Regions from separate parts of the Mus musculus genome. Here all the other regions are linked to region 1. The links are chromatin contacts, called in public Hi-C, HiChIP or PLAC-seq and promoter capture Hi-C maps. All regions are on one chromosome and are shown on one strand. The core of a region is the stretch at or near the end of the contact, and the rest is flanking DNA. Distances in the headings are between cores, read along the strand shown. Region 1 holds the start of Ttll12 (tubulin tyrosine ligase-like family, member 12). Region 2 holds the start of Sult4a1 (sulfotransferase family 4A, member 1). Region 3 holds the start of Serhl (serine hydrolase-like). Region 4 holds the start of Efcab6 (EF-hand calcium binding domain 6). Region 5 holds the start of Rrp7a (ribosomal RNA processing 7 homolog A (S. cerevisiae)). Region 6 holds the start of Cyb5r3 (cytochrome b5 reductase 3). Region 7 has its middle 36 kb from the start of A4galt.

Evidence for each region. Promoter capture Hi-C pulls out the DNA fragments that hold promoters and counts their contacts. A called contact is a pair of places that touch in the nucleus more often than the background predicts. HiChIP or PLAC-seq counts read pairs in DNA pulled down with a chosen protein or histone mark. Capture Hi-C pulls out chosen DNA fragments and counts their contacts.
Region 2: an H3K4me3 HiChIP or PLAC-seq map of embryonic forebrain shows a contact between it and region 1, with 5 times the contacts expected there. The contact joins the promoter of Sult4a1 here to the promoter of Ttll12 in region 1. A contact is called at or near these places in 3 of 39 promoter capture datasets (cranial neural crest, hippocampal neurons and stem cell-derived epiblast-like cells) and 3 of 115 datasets of contacts at active chromatin or transcription factors (embryonic forebrain and embryonic stem cells).
Region 3: a contact with region 1 is called in a promoter capture Hi-C map of pancreatic islet. The contact joins the promoter of Serhl here to the promoter of Ttll12 in region 1. A contact is called at or near these places in 6 of 39 promoter capture datasets (the 3T3-L1 cell line, 3T3-L1-derived adipocytes, the SN4741 cell line and 2 more), 1 of 115 datasets of contacts at active chromatin or transcription factors (bone marrow-derived macrophages) and 3 of 9 other capture datasets (adipose tissue, liver and pancreatic islet).
Region 4: a contact with region 1 is called in a promoter capture Hi-C map of neural stem cells. The contact joins the promoter of Efcab6 here to the promoter of Ttll12 in region 1. A contact is called at or near these places in 10 of 39 promoter capture datasets (3T3-L1-derived adipocytes, cranial neural crest, embryonic stem cells and 5 more), 11 of 115 datasets of contacts at active chromatin or transcription factors (T-cell acute lymphoblastic leukemia, embryonic basal ganglia, embryonic forebrain and 6 more) and 1 of 9 other capture datasets (embryonic stem cells).
Region 5: a contact with region 1 is called in a promoter capture Hi-C map of pancreatic islet. The contact joins the promoter of Rrp7a here to the promoter of Ttll12 in region 1. A contact is called at or near these places in 8 of 39 promoter capture datasets (the 3T3-L1 cell line, the C10 cell line, the SN4741 cell line and 4 more), 1 of 484 Hi-C or Micro-C datasets (muscle stem cells), 4 of 115 datasets of contacts at active chromatin or transcription factors (bone marrow-derived macrophages, double positive thymocytes, large pre-B cells and 1 more) and 3 of 9 other capture datasets (adipose tissue, liver and pancreatic islet).
Region 6: a promoter capture Hi-C map of adipose tissue shows a contact between it and region 1. The contact joins the promoter of Cyb5r3 here to the promoter of Ttll12 in region 1. A contact is called at or near these places in 8 of 39 promoter capture datasets (the C10 cell line, the HPC-7 cell line, the SN4741 cell line and 4 more), 1 of 15 datasets of contacts at CTCF or cohesin (the NIH/3T3 cell line), 1 of 484 Hi-C or Micro-C datasets (Th1 cells), 5 of 115 datasets of contacts at active chromatin or transcription factors (the SCID.adh cell line, astrocytes, memory CD8 T cells and 2 more) and 2 of 9 other capture datasets (adipose tissue and liver).
Region 7: a contact with region 1 is called in a Hi-C map of the N1E-115 cell line, with 3 times the contacts expected there. The contact joins the enhancer-like site here to the promoter of Ttll12 in region 1. A contact is called at or near these places in 3 of 484 Hi-C or Micro-C datasets (the N1E-115 cell line, bone marrow-derived macrophages and colorectal tumor organoids) and 3 of 115 datasets of contacts at active chromatin or transcription factors (epiblast stem cells, large pre-B cells and stem cell-derived neural progenitor cells).

Annotation. Positions count from the first base shown.
Region 1 is chr15:83,593,298-83,596,707 of GRCm38.p6, forward strand. Ttll12 (tubulin tyrosine ligase-like family, member 12) reads right to left here and starts at 1,860. Exons shown (of 14, transcript NM_183017.2): 1 at 1,652-1,860. The coding sequence starts at 1,813. Gm52182 (a long non-coding RNA gene) reads left to right here. Exons shown (of 2, transcript XR_003951515.1): 2 at 1,040-2,149.
Region 2 is chr15:84,104,098-84,107,507 of GRCm38.p6, forward strand. Sult4a1 (sulfotransferase family 4A, member 1) reads right to left here and starts at 1,657. Exons shown (of 7, transcript NM_013873.3): 1 at 1,334-1,657. The coding sequence starts at 1,502. Gm46526 (a long non-coding RNA gene) reads left to right here and starts at 744. Exons shown (of 2, transcript XR_001781726.2): 1 at 744-2,654.
Region 3 is chr15:83,098,725-83,102,134 of GRCm38.p6, forward strand. Serhl (serine hydrolase-like) reads left to right here and starts at 1,481. Exons shown (of 12, transcript NM_023475.3): 1 at 1,481-1,623; 2 at 2,920-3,069; 3 at 3,148-3,261. The coding sequence starts at 1,620.
Region 4 is chr15:84,063,799-84,067,208 of GRCm38.p6, forward strand. Efcab6 (EF-hand calcium binding domain 6) reads right to left here and starts at 1,551. Exons shown (of 32, transcript NM_029946.4): 1 at 1,464-1,551.
Region 5 is chr15:83,120,897-83,124,306 of GRCm38.p6, forward strand. It overlaps Rrp7a (ribosomal RNA processing 7 homolog A (S. cerevisiae)), which reads right to left and starts at 1,905. Exons shown (of 7, transcript NM_029101.4): 1 at 1,766-1,905; 2 at 936-1,078. The coding sequence starts at 1,838.
Region 6 is chr15:83,170,505-83,173,914 of GRCm38.p6, forward strand. It overlaps Cyb5r3 (cytochrome b5 reductase 3), which reads right to left and starts at 1,679. Exons shown (of 9, transcript NM_029787.3): 1 at 1,608-1,679. The coding sequence starts at 1,628.
Region 7 is chr15:83,214,228-83,217,637 of GRCm38.p6, forward strand. No RefSeq gene overlaps it. Among named protein-coding and RNA genes, the nearest start is that of A4galt, 36 kb to the right of the region's middle. Within about 2 kb of position 1,609, at least 103 of the 459 cell types and tissues checked have an H3K27ac peak or open chromatin away from gene starts, as enhancers often do. A contact at or near this core is called in the N1E-115 cell line and bone marrow-derived macrophages, where this site is marked.

The DNA.
Region 1 (3,410 bases), core at 610-3,109:
GGAACCAGAGCTGATTGCCTGCTTGGTGGGGGAGGGTGGCTCTCTACAGGCAGGGATGCAGTCCTGCTGAGCATTCCCTCTGGGCCTTGTGGCAGGTCTCACTGTGGTGACTCAGCTTTGTCTGGAATGGCTCAGGAGGGCCTGGGGAAAAAAAAAAAATGGGTATCCCTGACTAGGCCACAGCAGCCCAAGTGAGAAGGGACAGGACACTGGTGGAGTGCAGTGGCCTGTCATTATCTTCTGCACCCCCTCAGGGAGCCAGGTGCTGGTGTTTCTCCATGCCTGCTTTCCAAATCAGACAGCTTAGGTGGGGAGTCACCTGACCAGGGAGAGTGCCCCTGAGTGGGGTCCCAGGGCATTCCAAAAACAAACAAACAAACAAACAAACAAAGAAGCCCAGCCCTTGCAGCATCTTGGGTACCCTCTTATCGTCACTAATAAATGGGGGTCCAGTTCTACCTCAGCACTGGCCTGAGATCAAGGCAAGTCTGCAGAAAGTAGCAGTGCGGAGGAGGGCCCAACACCACGTGAGCAGAGAACTTAGTGACAGGGAGTAAGTAACCCTCTGTAAGGAGGTGCCACTGACAGATGAGCCTCGACCAATGATGTAGTAATATCTGATAATCAGACTGAAGTAGAGAAATCACTTAATACTCCACCTACCAAACCGGTCACTACAGCTGCTTGCCCTGGGGCTGACGGCCAGTTATAACCTCACGGTATTGCCCAGGACCATCAACAATGTAACACTAGCACAAGGCTGGCTCCTCCTCTTTTACTGTCCCACAGGGCTAAGGATTGAGGCGCCTCCCAACCGCCAGCATGCTATAGTGAGCTGCAGTACAGCCCTACGTATAGGCTTAACCAGGAAATATCTGGCCCATACACAGTGTGGAACTAGATCAAAGAGGGTAAGCCTACCCCATTGAGAGGCACCGGGGAATCCTAGCTTTTGGACTCTCCCAGTCACCTGAAGGCTTAGTGGGTCTCAGATAGGAGGTGGTGTCCTGTGAAAAACCAAGCTCTTGCTTCGCAAAAGACCCTCCGCCCAGCCTAGCAGCTGCTGTCTTCATCACCCAAACCCTGTTCTCCGACGGAAGAAGCCGGGCACCCCGTGGAAGCCTAGCTCAGGTGAAGGATGGAGCCATTCTCTCAAAAGATGGGGGAGACCTTCTAAACCCTCTCTTAGCGTCGTCTCCATGTCTCAGGGCCTCCATTCTCTTTAGTGTACAAAGGGAGACCTGCTACTCACGCCGTGGGAAACAACTCCACAGAGTTCTACGGACTAAGCAGAGCTGCACAGAGCTGACTGAAATGATGCCGGTGTAGCTTGAATCTAACAGGAGCTCCTGCATCCGCCGGAGCCTCAGTTTCCTCATCCGTAAGTGGAGTCGCGAGTTCTACTCTTAATATATCAACCGAGGCGTTGGGATGCTGCGAGCCAAGCGCATGCCGGTTTGCAGGTCCCTGCGCATCCTCGGCGGGCCCATAACCCTGCAGGATGGCGGCACAGGCGCATCTCTCGGCCTGTACCCTTCTGACTCCCAGGTACATCCTGCTCCTGAACTTATAAGTGGCTCCCCTTCAGAGCTGCTGAGCTGTGCTCCCCACTCGACCGCATAGCCTGCCCGCAGCCCGTGCCATCTCGTACCTCGTGCTCCAGCTTGTGCAGAAGGCGGCCCCATAGTCGCTCTGGGACTCCCGAGGCGCGCAGCGTAGGGCCGTGCAGCGACACGAACTCGTCCAGCAGCCGCGCGTTCAGCCTCTCGGCGCGGCCGGGACTGCCAGGCTGCGGCCCGGACTGGATCTCCATAGTGCTCGGAAGAGCACGGCGCCGCCCACCGCAGGATTTAAGCGGACGGCGCGCACGCGCCTGCGTCCTGGGTTGCGAGGTTCCAAGAGTGCGCACGCGCGCTGGGGGCGTGTCTTCTCCATTCATCCCAGGACTGCCGCGAGGGATTCTGGGAACGCTGCTTAGAAGCCCCAGAGAGTCAGAATCAGGAGAGATTGTCCTCAAGGAGCCGGTGAAGCTGAGATGGGGAGGGGGTCGGGAAGAGGCAGAAGGTGCTCCCCCTTGCGCTGGTTGCAATCTTGTTTCGCCTGAATTTTTTTTTTAATTTTAGTTTAAAATTTTTATTTTTTTATTTTACGTGTGTGAGTGCTTTTATTTTACGTGTATGAGTGTGTATGTAAGTGCATATATGGCTCATGAAGGTTAGGAGACTGCGTCAGGTCCCTTGGAACTGGAATTACACATGGGGTGCTGGGATCCAAACCGGGTCATCTGCAAGAGCAGTTAACTACTAAGCCATTTTCCCAGACTTGTTTTGTTTTATTTTGTTTTGGTGTGTGTGTGTGTGTGTGTGTTTGTGTGTGTGTCACAGCGCACTTGTGGAAAGCAAAGAACAAAACATTGTAGAGTCTGTTCTCTTTCCATTTTTATCAAACGCAAGTCATTAAGATTGCATGGCAAATGCTTTACCACTGAGCCATTTGCTAGGGCTTGGTTATCATCATCATATTGCCACAGGGTCACATTCAGCTCAGACTAATCTGACCAAGAAACTCACTTTGTTTCGAAGGCTGGCCTTGAACCCTTCCTCCCTCCACCTGTCAAGCATTGGGAGACACCAGCGTGTGGGGATCCTAGTTATATCTCAAAGGTGGACAGATCTTTCTAGGGATTGGAGGAGCCTTCTCAGTCCTTGGAATGCCTTGTTGAATTCAAAGGTTGTGATAACTTGGTGTGCCATCAAAAGGGTTATTCCACAAGTGCAGAGATCAGCTTGCCTCTGCCTCCCAAGTGTTGGGATTAAAGGCATAAGTTACCACCTCCAGCCGCTTTCTTGCTTCCTGTCTATCGAGGAAAAGAGAGCCCTAAATTCAGAGAAAGACTCTGTCTCAAGAAATTAAGCAGAGAAAGGCAGATGAGGATACCCAATATCTTCTTTTAGCCTCCACTTGCACATGGCACACTCCCTCCCTGTATGCATGGACTCATATACCCACAAGCCCTCAACAATCAATCAATGACTGCATGGATCATTTCATCATATAATTTGCTAGATGGAGATGAGATAGAGGGTAGTTTAAAATTTTTTTCAATAGATGTATGTGATGGTTTGAATATCCTTGCATAAGAGAGAGAAACTGTGAGGACGGGGCTGGGTGATTTTGGGAAGTTCGCCAAGCAGCTTCCAGCCAGCAACACAGACTCTCTTCAGCTTTCAGAGAGTCTGTGTGTATTCTCTGGTGGAATTACCTTACAACAGCAGAGGTTAGGAGAAGTTCTGGGTGTTCTAGATCACCTGGAACTGGAGTTATGGATGTTTGAGAACAGATATGGATGCTAGGAACTGAATCCCAGTACTCTGTGAGAGCAGCCAGTGCCCTTAACCACTGAGCAACCT
Region 2 (3,410 bases), core at 407-2,906, 510 kb after region 1:
ACGCACGTACGCACGACGCATGCACACATAGATGTTTCCCATCCAACTCCTCTCTGCAGTGTCCAGGGAGCTCCCCAGAAGCCACCAGGCTCCTGCACAGGGTTTGTCTAACACTCGCCAGCCCTCCCAGTTCACAGCTGGGCCTCTAGCCTGGCTACTCCCTCAGGTATCCCGGGTCAAAGGCCCTCCCCAGCTCCTTCCTCAGTAACCCAGGCTCTGGCCCTTTCCTCCAGGAACTCCATTACAATCCCAGCCACACCCCCTGGTCCTAAGGGCTCTGAAAACCAAGTCTCCCACAATTCCAGGGTCTAGGGAGGGAACTAGAATCTTCTTTTACCCACGGGCACATTCATACCCTTTGTAGCGAGGACACAGCCATGATGCCTCCTTAAGTACCACCCTGAGGCTGGGCACCCAGCTGAGAGGCAGGGCATACATGAGCCATAGGGCCACAAGGCCCTGGGTTCATCCCAGGCACTAAACCAAAAAAGACAACACCAGGTACAGCCACTAACCCAGATGTGGAGCACCCAGCGGAATGACCAGCACATAGAGAGTTCTCCAAAAGGCAACCCTAGCTAAAGCCAGCAGGGACCCAGGGGTGGGACTGTGGGGTGGTTGCAGCCTCACTCAGCCTGGCTTGTCTCCTGACATGCCTTTTCAGGACAGCCCAGCTGGCTGTATGCCCAGTGGTGGGTCAGTGCCTACACCTGGACTTGACCCCAGGGCCTTTGCACCCCAACTCCTCCCCTGAGAGCGCCCACCACTCTCTGTGAGGATGATGGGCAGCTGCCCAGGAAACCCGGACTCCACCCCGGGAGATGCCCTGCTTATATTTTCTCCTGTAACCGCCTGCTTGGATACCTCGGGGTGATGGACACCTTCTCAACTACCTGAGCCTGCAGGACAATGGTCACAAGGACGCCCTACAGGGACAGGAGAACCGGCTGAGCTTGTCCTACAGACCCCAGAAAAGGCACCACACAGCCATCTCTACACCAGGCCTGGAGAACTGAGTGGCTCAGATCTCAGCCCAGCTGTGTGACCTTGGACAAGCCTCCTCCCCTCTCTGATCCTCTGCCTAGAAGCTCTACCTTACACGGCTGCTGGGGACCCAGGTGCCCAGGTCCCGCCTGGTGACAGTCGGCCTGTAAACAGCATACAGGGGCAGCGGAGGGCGGTCCCATCCCCCACAGAGCCCACACTGGAGGCGCGCCCACTGCCCTCATCACACGGGGAGCCGGACAGGACTAGGGCACAGAGAGGCTGAGCGACCTGCCCAAGGTCACACAGCCGCGCGAGCGACCGGTACGGCGTGGGGTTCCCGGCTCACCTGACTTGGGGTAGGTGACGATCCACACGTCGCTGGGCCGCACGGGGAAGTCGGCGATATCCTCCATCTTCCCGCGGCAGAAGGGCGGCAGCCGCACGCCATGGAACTCGAAGTACTTGCTCTCGAACTCGCCCGGGGTGCCCGGGGTCTCCGCTTCGCTCTCCGCCATGCCGCCGCCCGGCCCGGCCCGCAGCTCCAGGGCGTGACGTCACGGCGCCGGCGCGGGGCTCCGCGGGCATGACGTCATGGCCGCACCCACGCACGCCGCGCCCCTGACGTCGGTTGCCGAGGCCCCGCGCCTGCCGCAAAGGTGCGTCGGGTCCGTATCACTGCCTGTCAGTCATGCGTGGCAGGTCAGGGTCCCCACACCCTAGAGCAAAAAAGGAGGCGTCTGCGCAGACCCAGGGCGAGCCTCGGGGTCCGGGAAGCCGCACCTCCAGAAGCTTCTGATGCCAGAGATGGAAGAGCCCGCATCAGAGCGCGGCTGACAAAGGCAGCGTTTAGAGAGCCTGCAATCAAGTGCCAGAGAGAACTCCCCCCAGGAAGAACCCCGGCAGAGAGGCCCCAAGAAAAGAAACCCAAGACAGAAAACCTCCAGGCAGAGAGGACTCCCACCCCCACCCCACAAGCAGAGAAGACCATCAGCAGAGGATTCCCCTTGCAGATAGAAACCCCAGAGTGGGCCCTTCCAGGCAGAGACCAGACGCTTGGCAGAGAAATCTCCAGGCTGAGAAGAGGCCCCCTCCCCGAGGACACCCCAAACAGAGGCGATCCCCCCTCCTCCAGAGAGGAAACTCCCATGCCGAGAAGACCCTCGGCAGAGAGGAACCCAAGAGTGGACATCCCCGCCCCCAGGCAAAAAGGACCTCAGGTAGAGGGGACCCCAGCAGAGATGCGCCCTCAGGAAATCCCCCAGAGAGGACCCTCCAGGTGGCGCCCGCCACCTGTCCAGGTCCCATCCTTGACAATGGGAATCCTATTTCCAGGAGCCACATCTGGGGAAAGCAGCTAACAAGAACCCAAGGGTCTGGGAAACCCCTTAGGAGTAGAGCTCCTCCCTCTCGGGAAGCCCTGGGGTCAGTTCCCCAGCACTGGAGAAAAGGGAAACAGACAAACAAAAGTTGGGCTTGCGGCACACTTGTGATCCCAGCAACTGGAGAGTGGAGACAAGAAGATCAAGAGTTCAAGGCCAGCCTCGGCTACATCGTGCATTTGACGCTAGCTTAGGATACATGAGAGCCTAAGAAAGGGGCAGAGAAAACTGTCTCCTTTTTCTCTCTAGCACGGGAGATGCACAGACCTGTCTGGATACAGAGAGTAGGTATGGGACCTTCTGGTTTTCCACACTGAAGGGCATCTTGGGGGAGCAGTTGGGGTGACACAAAGGGGCTCTGGGCCCCAGTAACATTGTTTCAGGTGCGATCCCTGAGAAGTGAAGAGTAAGAGGCAAGGAAGAGCCCCTCTGAGTAAGAAGAGAACATATAGACCGGAATTCATGGTGCTAAGAATGCATCCTGGAGCTGACAAGATGGTTCAGTGGGTAAAGCGCTTGCTGCCAAGCCTGACAACCTCAGCTTCACTCCTGGAACCCACATAGTGAAAGGGGAATACTCCCACAAACTTACCTTTGACCTTCACATACACATCAACTTGCATACTAACGACACACGAAATAAATGTAAAATGTGTTGCTTTTTTTTCTTTTTTTTTCCTTTTTTCTTTTCTTTTTTTTTCTTTTCTTTTATTTTTTTTTTTATTTTTTTTGTAATTTTAAAGAAAGCGTCTTGGCTGTGTCAGTCACGGCTTCACTCGGTTTCAACGCAGTGGACAAATGCTGGAGGCATCTGAGGTGTTAGCAGTGTCCGCACTGAGCAGAATCCTGCCACAGAGGGGTGGAGAATGTATTTCTCATGCGTGATGAATGCCCTAGTCTGCTCCCGTTTGTTTATTTATTTATTTACTTACTTACCTGTATGGGTGTTTTGCCTGGACATATTCTGTGCACCTGGTATCCAGGAGGAAAGAGGATACACTCTGGAGCTGGAGTTACAGACAGTCAGGAACCCCTATGTGGATG
Region 3 (3,410 bases), core at 231-2,730, 490 kb before region 1:
GCTGCTGGAGGGGCTGGTTGAAGCAAGGGAATTTTGAGGTCAAAGGAATGCGAGATGCCAAGTGCAAGTATTGGTAACAATGTGTCACTGGGAAAGATTGGGAAAGGTCCCAGGCTTCCTGGTAGGTGTCTTGTTCCCAGTGGCTCTGAGTGACTGTACTCCGACAGAACTCAGTGAAGACCCTTATCTATCGAGAATCAAAGTGTGTTCTCCACCGATAGATGCCACTGATTGGACCCAACAGAAGTGTTCTCAAAGGGCTGGGGATGTAGCTCAGTTGGTAGAATGTTTGCCTGGCATGCATGCATCCACGTGTTTGACCCCCAGCAGTGCATAAACCAGGCGTGCAACCCCAGTGTTCTGGAGAGGGAGGGAGGCGGCTCAATTCAAGGTCACCCTCAGCTATGGAGTGAGTTCGAACCCTGTCTCCAAAAACCAAAGAATAGAACAGAAAAGCGTGGTGTGTTCCCAGCTCCTAACCTCTGAGTGAAACCACTCAGAAAAGTCCTGTCACAACCAGGCGGCCCCATTTTCCAGCCCCTCATCTACGTTGGCCTATTTTTCAGCCTCAAATTTCTCTCCACAGTGGCTCTGCCCAGCCTCCCCTCCCTCCCCTTACTACAGCCTGTGATGCTCAGGGTTTGCCCTGTCACCCCTTTGGGGAACTCACCACACTGATTCCGCTCAGTGCCCAGGTCTGTGGTTCGCCAGCTACAACAATGATAGGGAATATCTCCCGCTGTTCCAGAGAGCCCACCTGGTAAATTTAAAAGCTCAAGATTTCTGCTTTTAATTTAAAAGGTAGTGCTTGTATGTGTCCATTTTAGGAATGTTTGTGATTGGATTGCTAGGGTTAGCTTTAGGATGAGTTTTGGTCATTGGAGAGTCCTGCAGTGTATTCCAGGCTGGCCTCCAAAAACCCACAGGCCTTTCCCAGCCTCCTGAATGCACCCCGTGCCCACAGTCTGACTCTGAGTTCTTCTCGGGACTGAAACTGTTTTCAGTCCTTCCTTGCCTGGGGATGGTTTCTGCCAGAGCCCTCGCTTTATACATTCATTTATTCATTCAGGCCGTGCAATCAATTATCAAAGCTGGATAGCGCCAGGCACTGCTGAGGGACCGCAGCCACCGTGGGGACACGGTGGGGAGGCATGAAACACTGTGAAACAGTCGTCTCATTTCTGTGGGAATCAGAGAGGATCCTCGAGGGAGCTTTCCTCACTGTGGGGCCACCGGGGCCTTGTCTAGCTCGTGGTAATCATGCGGGGATGCCCAGGTATTGAGCCTGTCAAAGCTTGTCCTCCAGAGACTTACTTCTCTGCTAGCTCTGACACCATCCCACCGTAGCAGCACAGCAATGTGCCAGGAGTTGAGCAGCCCTGAGATCCTCCTGAAAGTCCCGGGCCGGCCGCAGGAAGGCGGGGCCTCGGTGGGCGGTGTCGCTTGAAGGGGCGGGGCTGGCGCTAAAACTGGGGCTAAGGAGACGGAAGCCGGTGGGGACGGGAAGGACCTGGAGGGAAAGTCCTGAGCGGGACGCAAGAGGCGGGGCGTGAGCTTCTGAGTCCTTCCAGTTCCTGTGACCTCCTCAGCGAGGAGTGACAGCCTCACCGACCAGAGCAATGGGTGAAAATGTCCCTCAGGGCCCCTTAGATTGGAGTGGGAAGGGGGAGGCCGACGAGTGCTCCCACTCGCTTACTTGAGCTGGTGGAGTGGACGCTCATCGCCCTCTCCCAGGCTCAGTGGGCAGCACTGGGATCTAGCAGAGCCAGACTCGGGGCTCCTGATGGCCGCTGAGTCCTAGGCTGCTATTTGGGGTTGCTCTTTGGGTCCAACAGCAGCAGAAGGTCAGCTCTGGAGCACATCTGACTTGAAGAGGCCCAGATGGAGCCCTGGAGTCAAGCTGACTCTCTCCCCCTCTCCTTCCTCCCCTTCTCCCTTTCCTGTGCCTCAGTTTCGTGATCTGTGCACTGAGAACAGCAGTGGCCCAACTCTCCAACTCACGGTGTATAGATAGATAGATAGATAGATAGATAGAGTATAAAGTGTCTGGCATCGGCTCCGAAGGTATAGGAAAAGCTGGCCACGGTGATCTCCCAGTTTCGATTTCCAAGGGTTCAGTTTCCTAAGGTCCAAAATGTGAGGGCACAGACCAGTTTTGAGCAGCATGGTACTCTGAGTAGTGTCTTAAAACCCTCAGCCATTTTACTGTATGTAGCTTTAGCTGGCTTGGAACTCCCTAGACCAGCCTATCCTTAAGTGGCCGAAATCCTCCTGCCTCTACCTCCTCAGGACTAGGCTAGGCTTATAGGTGTGATTAATACACTTGGTTCTCATAATAATATTTTAGAGTCAGTGCTGCACAAATTGTAGTATATTTGTTTTATTTTGTTGATTTGAAGTTTTATGAGACAATGTTTTATCGTCTATCCATGTCTACCTTTTAAGGGCTGGGATAACAGGCATGTATAATTATTGTTATAGGTAGCATTCAGTGTATGGGGTCTGTTACTGCTTGAAGTTTCAGGTATCTACAGGGGCTCTTGGAATGGGTCCCATATAGTTATGAGGCATTATTCTCTATTTGCTCCTGTTTAACAGAAAGGGAAACTGAAGATGGAGAGGTTTTAGGCAAGCCAAGGTCATACAGCCCACAAGTGTCAGGGTTCAAGCCGGCAGCCCCCAACCTACTCCTTCCAGTTCTGCCCTAAAAACCAATGAGCTATATCCTGAAAAACCTATTCAGATCTTTCTCATCCAGGGGACCCAAGCTGTCTTTCCCTGTTATCTGGCAATCAGTCTGTCTAAAGCTTAGACATAGGCCAGTAGCTCAGGCGCCTGTGCCTCTTGGTGCACTCATAGGGGCTTAGGAAGTGCCGGATTCCTGGATGCAGGGGTTGACAGACCAGATCTGCCTTGCAGGTTTGCACTCAGAGTTGAAGTTGGCTGTGCCCTGGGGCCACATTGCTCTCAAAGTCTGGGGCTCCCAGAAGAACCCTCCAGTTCTCTGCTTACACGGCTGGCTGGACAACGCCAACTCCTTTGACAGGCTCATTCCTCTTCTTCCCCAAGGTAGGGCCGTGGGCTGAAGGGCCGTGGAGGGGTGACGGCAGCCATGCCGAGCCCCTCTCTTCCTCTTCCCTGCTGCAGACTTCTGTTACATGGCTATGGATTTCGGAGGCCACGGGCTCTCGTCCCATTACAACCCAGGCCTCCCGTACTACCAGCAAAATTTTGTGAGTGAGGTCCGAAGGGTGGCAACAGGTGAGCCAGAGCCCCCATAGTATCTCTCATCCTAGGAGTAGGATGCAGTATCTGGGAGGCAGGACTGGCCTGGGAACGGATACCTGGGGTTTCTGCTTCCGGTTTCCTGGCCCCTGAAAAGAGCCTGCTCTTCCGCTAGGAGCATCCCA
Region 4 (3,410 bases), core at 301-2,800, 470 kb after region 1:
TAAGAAAATGCCCTACAGCTAGCTGTCATGGGGGCCTTTCCTCAACTGAAGCACCTTCCTCTCTTGACGATTCTAACTTGTGTCAAGTTGACCCACAACCAGCCTGGATAATATCTATATGCAGAGTATCTGATATGCAACCCCCGGGTTGAGAACCCTTGCTCTATGAGCTTGCTACAGACCAATGAGGTAGCTTTATTAGAGTAATTACTTCATTAGCATCAAGTGGCTGAACAGGTCTGCAGAACTGGTTCTATTTGGGGGTGCTGATTAGCTGTCAGGGTCACAGCATAGGTGCTCAACTTCTGTATGGCTGGAAATGGGTGGGGGACACAGAATACAAAGTAGAAGTGCAAATAAAATTAGCATGCAAGATAACAAATATAAGGTAAGCTTTGTGGGTTTCTTCATTTTGAGACAGGGTTTCAGGTAGCTCAGGCTATAACTTGAGATCCTCCTGCCTCGGTCTCTCAAATTCTGGGATTGCATGTGTACACCACCATGTCCAGCTTCAGTAAGCATTTCTTCTAAATTAAAAAAAAAATTCCTACCTTAAACCAAGCACGAAAATGAACGTAAATAAAGCCAACACACAGATGACTCCAGTGAATTCTTTTTCCTCCCATTCATAGGCTGGACAGAAAACACCCATTCACATACACCCAAGGAGCCAACGGCAGGTTCGTTTTCCACTCCCTGGAGCTTAGGCAAAGAAATGTTTATTGAACTGAAGGCAACGGATTAAAGACCAAAATGAAGTGTGGTTTGTAAAGATAGGATTTATTTACCGTATTTCTCTAAGTTCACTATTCAAGGATAGATACAATTTAAGAGAAATAGGTGTTTTCCCCAGGGTGATATAGAAGCCCTTTGGAAGAGGCAGACTTGTGGAAAGTAAATATTTTCAGGAGGAGGAAGGTCATTTCTGTGAGGTTAAGGCCAGCCTGGTCTACACAGCAAGTTTTAGGCTACCCAGGGCTACATAGTGAGACCTTCTAAAAATAAATAAAACAAAACTTTTTTTTTTTTTTTAGGAGGGAAAGAAAAGGGAGTGGAAGGGTGAACTGGGGGGCCAGCCTTCAGCCTGAAAGCTTAGAACATTTCACGAAGTGCTTTCTTTCATATGGAATGTGGGCAATGGGGTTAACTGATATAGAACATGGCTGTGGAAGGCAGCGTTTGCCTGGAAGCAGAGTGAGGCGGTTCTGCCTTTGCTACTTGCTACTTGTGTGGTTAACAGGTCTTTCACCCAAGTCCTCCTCAGGACTAAGCAGAGAACGTTGTGTTCAGGATCTAGGTGGGGCGCAAATGAGCAGGGTAAGGAACGCTGCAAGCCAGGAGAAATCGGAGACCGAACCTCCCGCGGGGCCCGCCGCCCGCGCGCTCCCCCGCGCCCCTCGTTTCGCTCCTCACAGCCCCGCACTGCCCTGGTCCTCCGGGCCCCGCGCGCTCCCCCTCCTTACCCGGCTTGGTGGTCACCAACTCAGCCGCCAACTCTCCTGCTGCAGACCTGGCCGCTGGGTCCCAGAAGCAGGCATGAGCCAAGTCTTCAGGACGCTGTTGCCCCAGCAACCAGGGTACGTCCCAGGTGGATGGTAAATCCCCGCCCCCGACAAGTAGAGGAGTTGCGATTGGCCAAGGAGGCGGAGCCAGACAAGATTCGGGCCTAGGAAGGACTTCCTCCGGAAATGCTGTCCCTGGGAGAGGTGTGGGGTGTATCCCTCTTTTCTGTTTTTATTGTTATTATGTTGGATTTCTTTGTGATTGAAGCCGTGTCCCATGGACCTGCCCCACCTCTGAGAAGCAGAGTTATTTATCTTTACATTCTTATAGCAAAATATTCTTGTGTTCTTTTTCTTGTATAATTGCTATATTCATCAGAATTATATAAGCCTATTTACATATGCATATATAATCTGTGTGCGAATATGCACTTACTCAAATACATTATCGTCTCAAAAATAGTTATGTTGCAATTAAAAATAAGAAAGTAATGTTTAATTTTGCCCTCAAAAGATTACATTTATGTGTTTGAGTATGTGTCTGCCTGTGTGTTATGTGTACCGTGTGCATGCAATGCCCACAGAGGCCAGGTGAGGGCGCTAGAGTTACAGGTGGTTGTGGGCTGCCATGTGGGTGCTGGGAATCAAGCTGGGTCCTCTGCAGGAGCAGCAAGTGCTCTGAAGCACTGAACCATCTCTCTAGCCCTTGTGGATAATGAATCCAGCTTCCCCATGCCATACTTTCTGAGTGCTAGCTGGATGTCTGGTGAGCAAGATTAACTTAGAATTAGCATGTCTGGCAGAGGCCTATTTGTCTACTGTAGGGCATGACTCTACAAACACAAGACCTGCTTGCTTTGCCTACCACTATCTTTGGACTCCACCTTGTGCCAGTACATGGCATGGTATACAACCATAAGGCCCTCACAAATAAATTAGTACCAAGAGTACCCTAGACCTAGTCATCACGAGGGATGACAGTACTGATGTCATCAGTAATGGTCCTTCTCCCTGGCTCTGTGGAGTTCCCTTCTTAAGACACTGTCAGAGTTTGTATTCCTACACAAAACATCATGTCCAAGATGGGGAAGAGAGAGAGTTTATTCAGCTTACACTTCCACATTGCTGTTCATCACCAAAGGAAGTCAGATCAAGAACTCACACTGGGCAGGAACTTGGAGGCAGGAGCTGATGCAGAGGCCATGGAGGAATGCTGCTTACAGACTTGCCTCCCCTGGCCTGCTCAGCTTGCTTTCTTACAGAACCCAGGGATGGCACCACCCACAATGGGCCCTCCTCCCACCCTTGATCAATAATTGAGAAAATGCCTTACAGCTGGATTTCCTCGAGGGAGGCTCCTTTCTCTGTGATAACTCCAGCTTGTGTCAAGTTGGCACACAAAACCAGCCAGTACAGACAGACACCCGTGTAAGTACTTTATGTCTAGTTCAGTCTGCTCCACAGGACGCTGATGAGATAGGTCCAGTGGAAACACACACACACGATATTTTGTCCAAGGATTCACAGCTGATCAAGTCAGGTCCAGAACGAGAATCCACAGACCTGAGTCCACAGGCCCCACTTACAGACTTCCTGACTTCTTATTTGGAGAGGAAGTCACAGCCTCATGGGTAAGATACCCAGCACATATCTTTGCCAGCAGGTGAATTAATGAGTACTGTGCCCTATGCTGCACAACTGGACCCTAAGTAGCCCCTGCCCCTGGCCTATTTAAGGAGAAAGCAATCTCTCCTGCCCACTACCAGGCTGACACATTTATCCCTCTAATTGAATGACCAGGCCTCCCGTCATTAGGAAATAGCATCCATACACCCCTGACAAACATGCCATATGTTCATAATTTCTTTGACACCTTCTCTTGTCCCAAAAGAGAACTGCTTTTCAGAG
Region 5 (3,410 bases), core at 655-3,154, 470 kb before region 1:
AGTTCGAAGCCAGCCTTGACTACACAATGACTTCCAGGATAGCCAGGGCTACTACATTAGGAGACCAAGAAATAAAGAAAAAAAGGGGGTGGAGTGGGGCGAATCATCTCAAACTTAGCAAATCATGTCTCCTGTCATTTACATAATATGTAAGTCTGAGATGTAGAGAGCTGGCCTCTTTTGGAAATGCCCTGGGCTCTATCTCCAATACAACAAGTAAATAAACCTTTAAAAAAAATTTTTTTGAGCTTTTTCTGGTTTCTCTGGTTAGCCCTCACTGTCCTGGAACTCGCTCTGTAGACCACCAGGCTGGCCTCAAACTCAGAGATCCAAACTTGCCTCTGCTTCTGAGTGCTGGGATTAAAGCCGTGTGGTGGCACAGGCATGCAATCCCAGAATTCCAGAGGTAAAGGCAGAGGATCATGAGTGCAAGGCCAGCCTCACCTACACAGTGAGTAGGAAGCCAGCTCATGCTGCAAGAGACCCCGTCTGAAACAGAACTACAAATGTCATGCTTTCTGTAAAAAATTAATAAGTATGTCTAGAAAGAACTGCAGTGATTACTGTTAGACTTGTCTTTTAAAAATGAAAAACTAACAGACAAACAAATAAAATAATGGTTGGAAGGATAATTTCCAAACCAGGTGTGACCACTCATAACTGTAATGAGTTGAGACGGGGAGGGTGGGGAAGTACAGCAAGTTCGAGGCCAGCCTGAGCCTCAGGAAGTTCTGAACAGCCCAGGGAGAGGGGGACCCTGCCTAGACGGCGGCAGGGAGAAAAAAAAAAAAACAAAACATATTTTTATTCTGAAACTCCCAGTCTTTCAACATCCTCCACTGAGGGTTTTGTAGGAATTTCCATCTGACCACCAGGATTCTGTAGGGCCCGTGGCAAGCCCCCATTCACAACCCACTGGTCTACCAGACTCTTACCTGTGTGCAGTACGGGGGCACATTAAGGATAAAAAGGGTTCGATCGGGAGGCCATGTGGACTGGGTGCCTTGGCGAACTCGGTGCTGTCTCATGTAGAGGTAATGAGGAGCCTGCTGCTTTGCCGAGAACTTGACTGGAACAGCTAACAGGGGAAACGAGCGCAGGAGAGTTTGGGGTACCCTGAAAGGAGGTCTGTGTCTATGCCACCCAAGTTCCAATTCACTATGTCTCTTTCTAGCTCCATCGGCCCGCCTGTTCATCCACCCATCCACGGGAAGCTGGAGGGAAATGTATTCGGATAATCACCGCAGGAGGCTGAGGGGGCGGGCACAGTGTTGCGTTCTCGGAGCATCCGCTGTCTGACATCATCAGCCCCCCCCCCCCCCCCCCATAGCATGGGCTGCTCTGCTTGGCACACCAACTCTCTTCCCTCCACCCATTCTTCGTTTAGGGCTAACTCCCCCCCCCCCACCCCTCCTGCCGACTTAGCCCCACCTTCCCAGTTAAGTCTACACCAGTGGGATGCGAATCTCGGGGCTGGGAGGGCGACAGCTGCGGAAGCGCTTGTTAAAGAACGAGACACGAGCAGAACAGCGGATAACTAGCTTCTGAGGACGACGAAGCTGCAACGCTGGGCCTAGGACGCCTGGCGCCGCCTGGAGGAACCGCGCCCGAGCCCAAGGCCTTTCGGAGGAACAGCCGCGGAATCAGCACCCAGAGTCGGGGCGGCGGGGTCCTGCACCCCGATACCTGACGAGTTGCCAGGGCCTCTGCCACCTGCAAGCCACCTTCCCGCAAAATGGTGGGTCCCTGGCCCTCAGCTGCTCACCTGAATACCCCGGTGGGCTCGGTATGCTCTCCTCGTGGCCGCCAGCCTTCCGTTTCTTCCTGCGAGACACCATCTTGGCCAACTGGGAGCGCAGAGACGGCTGGGAGTTCCGTGTTCCGGCGCCGCTGCGTTTCCACGACGACGGCGTCACGCGGGGCCCCGCCCTCTCAGCCCTAGGCCCGCCTCCCGGGATCTTGCCCGGCCCTAAGATTTAGCCTTCCCTGTCCTATTGGGAAGTAGAGGGAGGCTGGAGCAATAAATGGAAAGAGCACTGGCTGCTCTTCCAGAGGATAGGGGTTCGTTTCCGATCACTCAAAAATTATCTGGAACCCAGTTCCAGGACACGTGGTGCACAGGCACACTCAACACATAATTTTTGTTTGTTTTTCGAGACAGGGTTTCTCTGTGTAGTTCTGACTGTCCTCACTCTAGACCAGGCTGGCCTCGAACTCAGAAATCCGCCTGCCTCTACCTCCCAAGTGCTGGGATTAAAGGCGTGTGCCACCACTGCCCGACTATAATTTTTTTTTTTCTTTGAGACAGGGTTTCTTTGTATAGCCATGGCTGTCCTGGAACTTTCTCTGTAGACCAGGCTGGCCTCGAACTCAGAAATCTGCCTGCCTCTGCCTCCCGAGTGCTGGGATTAAAGGCGTGTGCCACCACTGCCTGGCTTATTTGAGATTTTTTTTTTAAAGATTTATTTATTATTTTACATAAGTACACTGTAGCTGTCTTCAGACATACCAGAAGAGGGTGACAGATCTCATTACGGATGGTTGTGAGCCACCATGTGGTTGCTGGGATTTGAACTCAGGACCTCTGGAAGAGCAGTCAGTGCTCTTACCCGCTGAGCCATCTCACCAGCCCCCGACTATAAATTTTTAAAAAATAAATAGCATTCCGTATAAATCGTGGTGCAACTGGGATTTTGTGCAGTGAGATGCCATGAACAGTCAGTCTCTTTAGTTGAGAGAGCAAGGGGCTGAGAGGCCTGGGGTTGAAACTGTAAACAAAGAGTACTTGCTGGCAAGCCTGACATCTTGAATTACATCCATGGAAGATGAGAATTGTTTTCAGCAAGTTATCCTTTGACCTCCACACCCACTCCATGGCTTATGCCTCATGGCATGAGCTCTCTCCCTCAAGAAAATACTGTGTGTGTGCTGAGACAGGATTTCACCATGTAGCCTGGGCTGACCTGAGGCTAGCTATGTAGACTAGGCTGGGTTCAGTTTCACATGAGATCTGTCTGCCTCTGTCTCCTCCAGTGCTGGGATTAAAGGTGGACACTGCCACACATCACCCATGCTTGGCAGATTTTTTAAATTTTTACAAACTGAAGTGAGCCCAAATAAACTTTATCCATCTGGGCATGGCTTTAATCCTGGCTGAAGCAGGAGGATACTTGTGTGTTCATTAGGGTTACCGTTGCTGTGATGACACACGACTAAGAAGTAATGTGGGGAGGAAGGCTTTATTTCCAGTTTCATGAAACAGTTCATTAGAAGCAGCGAGAGCAGTAACTCCAGCAGGTCAGGAACCCTGAGGCAGGGGCTGATGAAACGTACTGACTTGCTTCTCGTAGTTTGCTCCATTGGATTTCTTAGAGACCCCAGGACCACCAGCCCAGGGAGGGCCCCACCCA
Region 6 (3,410 bases), core at 429-2,928, 420 kb before region 1:
GTGCCATCCTCTGGGTTGGGGCCCCCAATATATGCAGGAGGCCTCCCACAGGGCCTGCATAGCCCAGATAAGACATCTGGTACACCCAATACCCAGCAGCCACACAGGCCTCCAGGCCTAATGTATACCGTGGGCACTGAGGTGTCAGCCCCTTAAGTCAAAGACAATACCAAGCAACCCTTGGACAGATGAGGCCATGGTGGGGCCTTCTGATAATTAAACAGAGCTCTACTGCCTGGAAGGAACTACTGTTGACTTAACATGAATTGATGGAAAAGCCAGGTGCTGGGGTACCACCAACATGGTCCAAAAGGTAAGGAGAACCTGGGAATCAGGGGGAAGATAAGGGATCATGGGCAGTCTCTGGGAAAACTGGTCAGAATGTCATTATGGGGTGTTGTCACTCTGGGGTTTGTTTTGTTTTTTTTTGCCTTGGGCCAGAATGCTCCTTAGATGGTCCATACTGGACTGGTCACTCTCGCAAGAGCAAATGCCATGGCAAGAAGGCTGTCTTCACTAGGAGCCCTGAATCTTGCAGAGAGGAGAGAGGGCACCCTCCAAGACAGGCGCTGGCCTATTCTTGTCATACCCAAAGAGCTGGACACCTCAAGGGTATGTTTGTGTAACTGAGACTGGTCACAGTTCACATGGATGCTCTTAAGAAATCAGGGAGGAGCTGGACGGTGGTGGCCCACACCTTTAATCTGGCACTGGAGAGGCAGAGGCAAGTGGATCTCTGTGAGTTTGAGGGCAGCCTGGTCTACAGTGCATTCCAGGGCTACATTGAGAAACCCTGTCTCAAAAAAGAAAAAAAAAAAGAAAAAAAAGGAAATGAGGAGAGTGAGCTCTAGGATTGTGGAAGGGGCCTTGGTCGATCCAGTAACAGTGAGAGAGCAGATTTATAGACGTTAGACGGTCCCAGCATCCTCAGTGCCCTGGGCTGATGGCCAAGTCTAAGTGACACTTCTTTAGTGACAGTGCAGCTCTGTGAGTAACAAGAATGGCCAGGGCTTTTCTAGGTGACAGCTGGAAAGATCCTGGCCAACTACTGCCTTGTTTATGGCAAGAAGATGCACCCAACCCCTGTAGGGACACCCTACACATTTCTCCCATACACACACGCACCCCAAAGTACTCTTCCTGCCAGCTCACTCGTGTCCACTATTCAGGCCTGCATGTCTTCACACCCACACTCTCATTTCTCACACACGCCGCTGTCGGTTCCTCCACGCACACACCAGTGCACCTACGGTTCACACTTCACGTTCCCATTTACAAAAACCCTCGCACCTTTCACATCCCCCACGGGCGCAGGCACTTCAACTTTCTCACACTCACAAGTCACGCCCACTCAGGCGGGCGCGCACGTCACTCATTCCCTATTCTCATTCGCGCACACCCAACAGGGTCCTCAATGTCCACCCCGCGCTCGGGGCTCCCCCTTGGCCTGAGGCCGGGCCAGAGTGGCGCGGCCACTAGCCAGGGCGTGAGTCACGGTCTGCAAGGGGCCGGGTGGGGCGCGGGGCTCGTGAACCGGTGCTGGGCGCCCCGGATCGTACGGTATCCCCACGGTGCAAGCCTGGGGACCCCAGACCCATGCCGCCTACCGTGCTCAGCTGGGCCCCCATGGTGGCGAAGAAGAGACGGTGGCCTCACGCACGGTTCTACACCCGCTACTCAGCCGGCCGCTCCCCCAACAACCCGCCTCGGTCTCAACACCTCGGAGGCGGGGACGCCCTGCGGAGCCAGTCAGGAGCGCGGAGGTGGGCGGATAGGGGGCGGAGACTCCCAGTGTCCCCGCCCACTTCCGCTTGTGAAGACGGGAGTGCGCGCTGAGTGGCTGACGGCGCTGCACGGAAGAGGCTCGGCGAGAGACTGGCTACTGTGGCGCCTCTGTGTGGCTTCGGGAGGTAGCTTGTGGCTTCTGGGCCTGTTTTGTCCTGGTGAAGAGAACAAGATGTCGCCCCCGTGATGGGCTCTCAAATCCTGAGCCTTCGGTCCTGGGAGCCTGCCGGAGCTGATTGTGCTGGCCAGGGCTCTACCCGCTCACGGGGCGTGTTGCCAACACCGCTGGCTACAGAGTTCAGGCTACAGCCCTGCCCTGCCCCATTTTCAAGCCTGCGAACCAGTCGTTCCTTCCTGAACAAATCTCCAAACGTACTGAGGCCAGTTCCGGATTAAAGTTCAGGTGTCACCTCTTTAGCTAGGCCAGCTCTGGCCCTGTGCTCCCTCCAAGGGACGCCACTAGTGCAGAACGGTCTTTGTAGCGCTTCAGTTATCCTGCCTGTTTATTCACGATGCTCTGCGCCCACGTACCCATTCCACTAGATGGTGGGGCTTCCCCAAGCCAGGAGTCTGCAGTCAGTTCTCTGTGTACCCGGACCTCAGAACAGAGCCTATCACATACTCTATAAACACTCGTATGTCCCTGGCATTCCGGAGTTTTCTTCAACCTGGTCCTGGCCAGATAGGGAATGGAAGACTGCTCTGAGAGCGGCAGAGTGAGGAAGAGACTTGCTGCCTAAAAATTGAGAACTATTAACCAAACTCTTCAATACCGGAACACTTGATGACCCAAGCGTTCAATACCGGAAGAGGCAGGTGGATCTGTGAGTGTTCCAGGCTACACGGTGAGACTGCTAGTTACTTTTCTGTTGCTGTGGTAAAACACCATGACCGAAGGCAACTTTAGGGAAGATGGAGTTTATTGTGTCTCACAGTTCCAGGAGGATAAGAGCCCATTATAGCTGGAAGGCATGGCCGGCCACAAGCAGCAGGAAAACCTGGCTCGGGGAGAAGGATGCTGAGAGATAACACTGTACCTTAAGTGGGAACCTGAGAGAGAGCTGGAAGTGGGGCCAGGCTATAGGCTCTCAAAGCCACCCCAGGCACATTTCTTCATCCAGCAAGACCACACACCTCCGTACCTCCCCACAAACCATCACAAATTGGGGACTAAACGTTCAAATACACGTGCCTATGAGGGCCATTTCTTATTCAAACCACCACAGAGACCCTGTCTCAAATAAATAAATAAGGAGCAATGGTCAGCACATCTGTGATTCCAGAATTTGGATAGTGGAGGCAAGGGTTCAAGGTTATCTGACCCTGGCTACAGATTGACTTGAGGTCAGCCTATGCTACATGAGTCTCCGTCTCAAAGAAACAAACAAGTGAAAAAAAAAAAAAATCAGGAGCTAGGCTGTGGAAGGGCACCTACTACCCTGGGATATGAGGCTGGATCTAATATCAGTTAAGTATTATTCTGCTTTTAATCTCAGCACTTGGGAGGCTGAGACAGGAGGATCACAGACACAAGCCAGTCTGTTCTACAGAGTAAGACCTTTGTTTCAAAAGGGGTGAGGGTGGATATGGGGGCTCCTCTTGTGTCTAGAAGTAAGGAACCTATG
Region 7 (3,410 bases), core at 359-2,858, 380 kb before region 1:
TAATTTTTTAATAATTTTTCGTATTTATTTTTATGTGTATGAGTATTTTGTCTACATGTATGTATGTGCATCACATGAGTGCCTGGTACTTGTAGAGGTCAGAAGAAGGCTCCCCATGATCCCATGAAACTAGAGTTATAAATGGTTGTGAGCCACCATGTGGGTCCTGGGAACTGAACCTAGGTCTTCTGCAAGAGCAACAAGTGCTTTAAACCACCAAGCCATCTCTACAGCCTTGCACTAGACAGTTAACTTAGTACTTGTTTTCTTAACTAACAACTATTTTTCCCAGCTCCTCTTGCAGCTACGGCGAGTATAGCCTAGTCAATAATGGCAGAAATGTGGCCAGTCCTGGTGGCAGACACCTTTAATCCGAGCACTCAGGTGACAGAGGCAGGCAGATCTCTCTGAGTTTGAGGCCAGCCTGGTCTAAATCTGAGCTCCAGGCTACATAGTGATACCTTGCCTCAAACTCACTCATTCACTCATTTATTCATTCAGGGCTGGAGAGATGGCTTAGTGGTTAAGAGTACTTGCTTTTCTTCTAGAGAATGGGGTTTAGTTCCCAGTACCTACATAGTGACTCATAATCACCTGTAACTCAAGGTGCAGGAGATCTGATTCCCCCTTCTGGTATCCATGGGCACCAGGCAAGCATATGGTACACACACACACATGCAGGGAAGCACTTGTACTTATAACATAAAAACAAATAAGAAGTAAAACACAGCTGGGTGTGGTGGCGCACGCTTTTAATCCCAGAACTCCGGAGGCAGAGGCAGGCGGATTTCTGAGTTGGAGGCCAGCCTGGTCTACAAAGTGAGTTCCAGGACAGCCAGGACTATACAGAGAAACCCTGTCTCGAAAAAAAACAAAACAAACAAACAAACAAACAAACAAAAAAAAACAAAAAAAAACAAAAAGAAGAAGAAGAAGAAGAAGAAGAAGAAGAAGAAGAAGAAGAAGAAGAAGAAGAAGAAGAAGAAGAAGAAGAAGAAGTAAAACACAGGAGTGGCAAGGAAGTGGCGATCTCCAGGTGAGCTCTGCAGGGTAAATGTGGATGCAATGACAGTAGCTGGAACAGCCACTGGGGAATCATGAAACAAAAGCTGGACATCCAGAGGCAGAGAGAGATTTCAGAAGCCTGGAAAGTTCAGATGACTTAGGGGACATCACTAATTGAACCCCCACTCTCCATGTTCTAGCCTCTCATCTCAGAAAAGCCAAGCCTTTGTTGTCTGAGTTGCTATTAACTCTATCTGTCTGTTTCATGCCTGAAACTCTCATGTTCCGGAAGATGCTGCCTGGCTGGGAGTCCAGCAGCCAGCCCAGGCTATCTCTGGTCCCTGCCAGTCCTGTGGTTGCCGGGGGCAGCAGGGCTGGGCTGTATGCTCACCCATCTTCTCTCATTCCCTCAGATATGCTTTCCCTTAACCCCAGTCCTGACCTTTCATGATGGATCTGTGGGTTAGACTACATTTAAAACTGAAATGGAAAAAATAAAAAGAGTCCAAATGGAAAAAATGAGCCTCTGCTTGGAGACAGGGTTTCTTGCAGTCTCTCTGAGAGGCCAGAGAGTTTATAGCTGTTGTACAGTATCCAGGAGAAAGCTTATGAAATATTATTCCTTTTACCCCCTTTTACCAAAACATGAGTCATTTTTTTAATTGACTCTGAGTTTTCCCTTTAAGCCTGATTTCCCAGCATGCCTAGGATATAGCACTTCCCAGCGAAGAAATATTTAGGCTCATGTGGTTTCTCTGAAGTCTGGTGGACAGCTGGGGATTTCCCTGGGGGGTAGGGGACAGAATGGGAAGGCTAATAAAGGAAAGGGTTGGGGTATAGCAAGACAGAAATGGGGGAGGGGATGGTCGGAGCCTCTAGCACAGCAGAAAGGAAGCAGGCCAGTGCTGGGCCTGTGAGACACAGAGGTTTACTGTCGAAAAGACAGGATGCTGCTGGTTGGTTCCAGGAGCACAGCCTCAGTTGTAGCCCTCTCTGGGATGAGCAATGCTATAGGCGTCAGTGCCTAGTCAGACTGGACCACCTGAGGAGAAGCAGAAAGCCAGGAAAAGACCTAGGGAGAAGGCTCAGGAGTGAAGCGTGTGGAATACAAGAATGAAGATCTGAGTTGGATACTCAGAACCCAGGCTGGCAGGATGGCTCAGTGGGTAAAGAGCACTGTCTGCTCTTCAGAGGTCCTAAGTTCAAATCCCAGCAACCACATGGAGATCTGACACCCTCTTCTGGTGCGTCTTAAGTCAGCTATAGTGTATGTACGTATACTAATAAATCTTTGGGCCGGAATGAGCGGGGTTGACCAGAGAGAACAGAGGTCCTAAAAAAGACAACCACATGAAGGCTCACAACCATCCGTACAGCTACAGTGTACTCACATACATAAATAAAAAAATCTTTTAAAAAGAAAAGAAAGATTTATAAGAACCCATTGGGGCAAAGGCTGCTGGGAGTGGACCACTTCTGTCATCCCTGTGCTGAGGAAATACACACAGGCGGGTCTCAGGGGCTCACTGACCAGCCAACCTAGCTAATTAGTGAGCTCCAGGTTCAGGGGACTGGAGAGATAGCCCTGACTGCTCTCGCAGCAGACCCTGGTTCAGTCTCGAGTACACACATGGAGGCTCGTAACCACCTGCAACTCTAGTCCAGGGGATCTGACATGTTTTTCCAGCCTCTGAAGGCACTGCATACATGTGACACATACATGCTAGCAAAACACCCATACAGATAAAGTGAAAATAAAGGGGAGAAAAAAAGAAAGTGGAGCATGATTTAGGGACATAAGAAAACAGGTAGTGTCCACCTCTACACATATATACACACCACACACACACATATATATTCATATACATACTCACACACAACACTCACACACACATAAACACGCGTACTCTCACACATTCACACCCCTCACACACACATGCACTCAGACACACATATACATACACACATATACACACACTCAAATATTCATACACACTCACACAATGCCACACATACTCCCACACATTCACTCATACGCAGTCACATACACATACAGTCTCACATACACAATCACACGCACACTCAAATACACACTCACTAACACACAAAACTCACACAAATATACACGCATGCACTCACACACACATAAACACATGCACTCACACACATTCACACCCTCACACACATGTACTCACAGACACGCACACACACGTTCACACACACACACTCAAACATTCACATACACTCATACAATGCTACACATACTCCCACACACTCACTCATACATAGTCACATACACATAGGATCTTACACACAGTCACATATATACAATCTCTCTCACACACACACACACACACACTCACTCTGTCAATCCACGTAGCCTAGTATCCTGAGGTGGAAGAGAA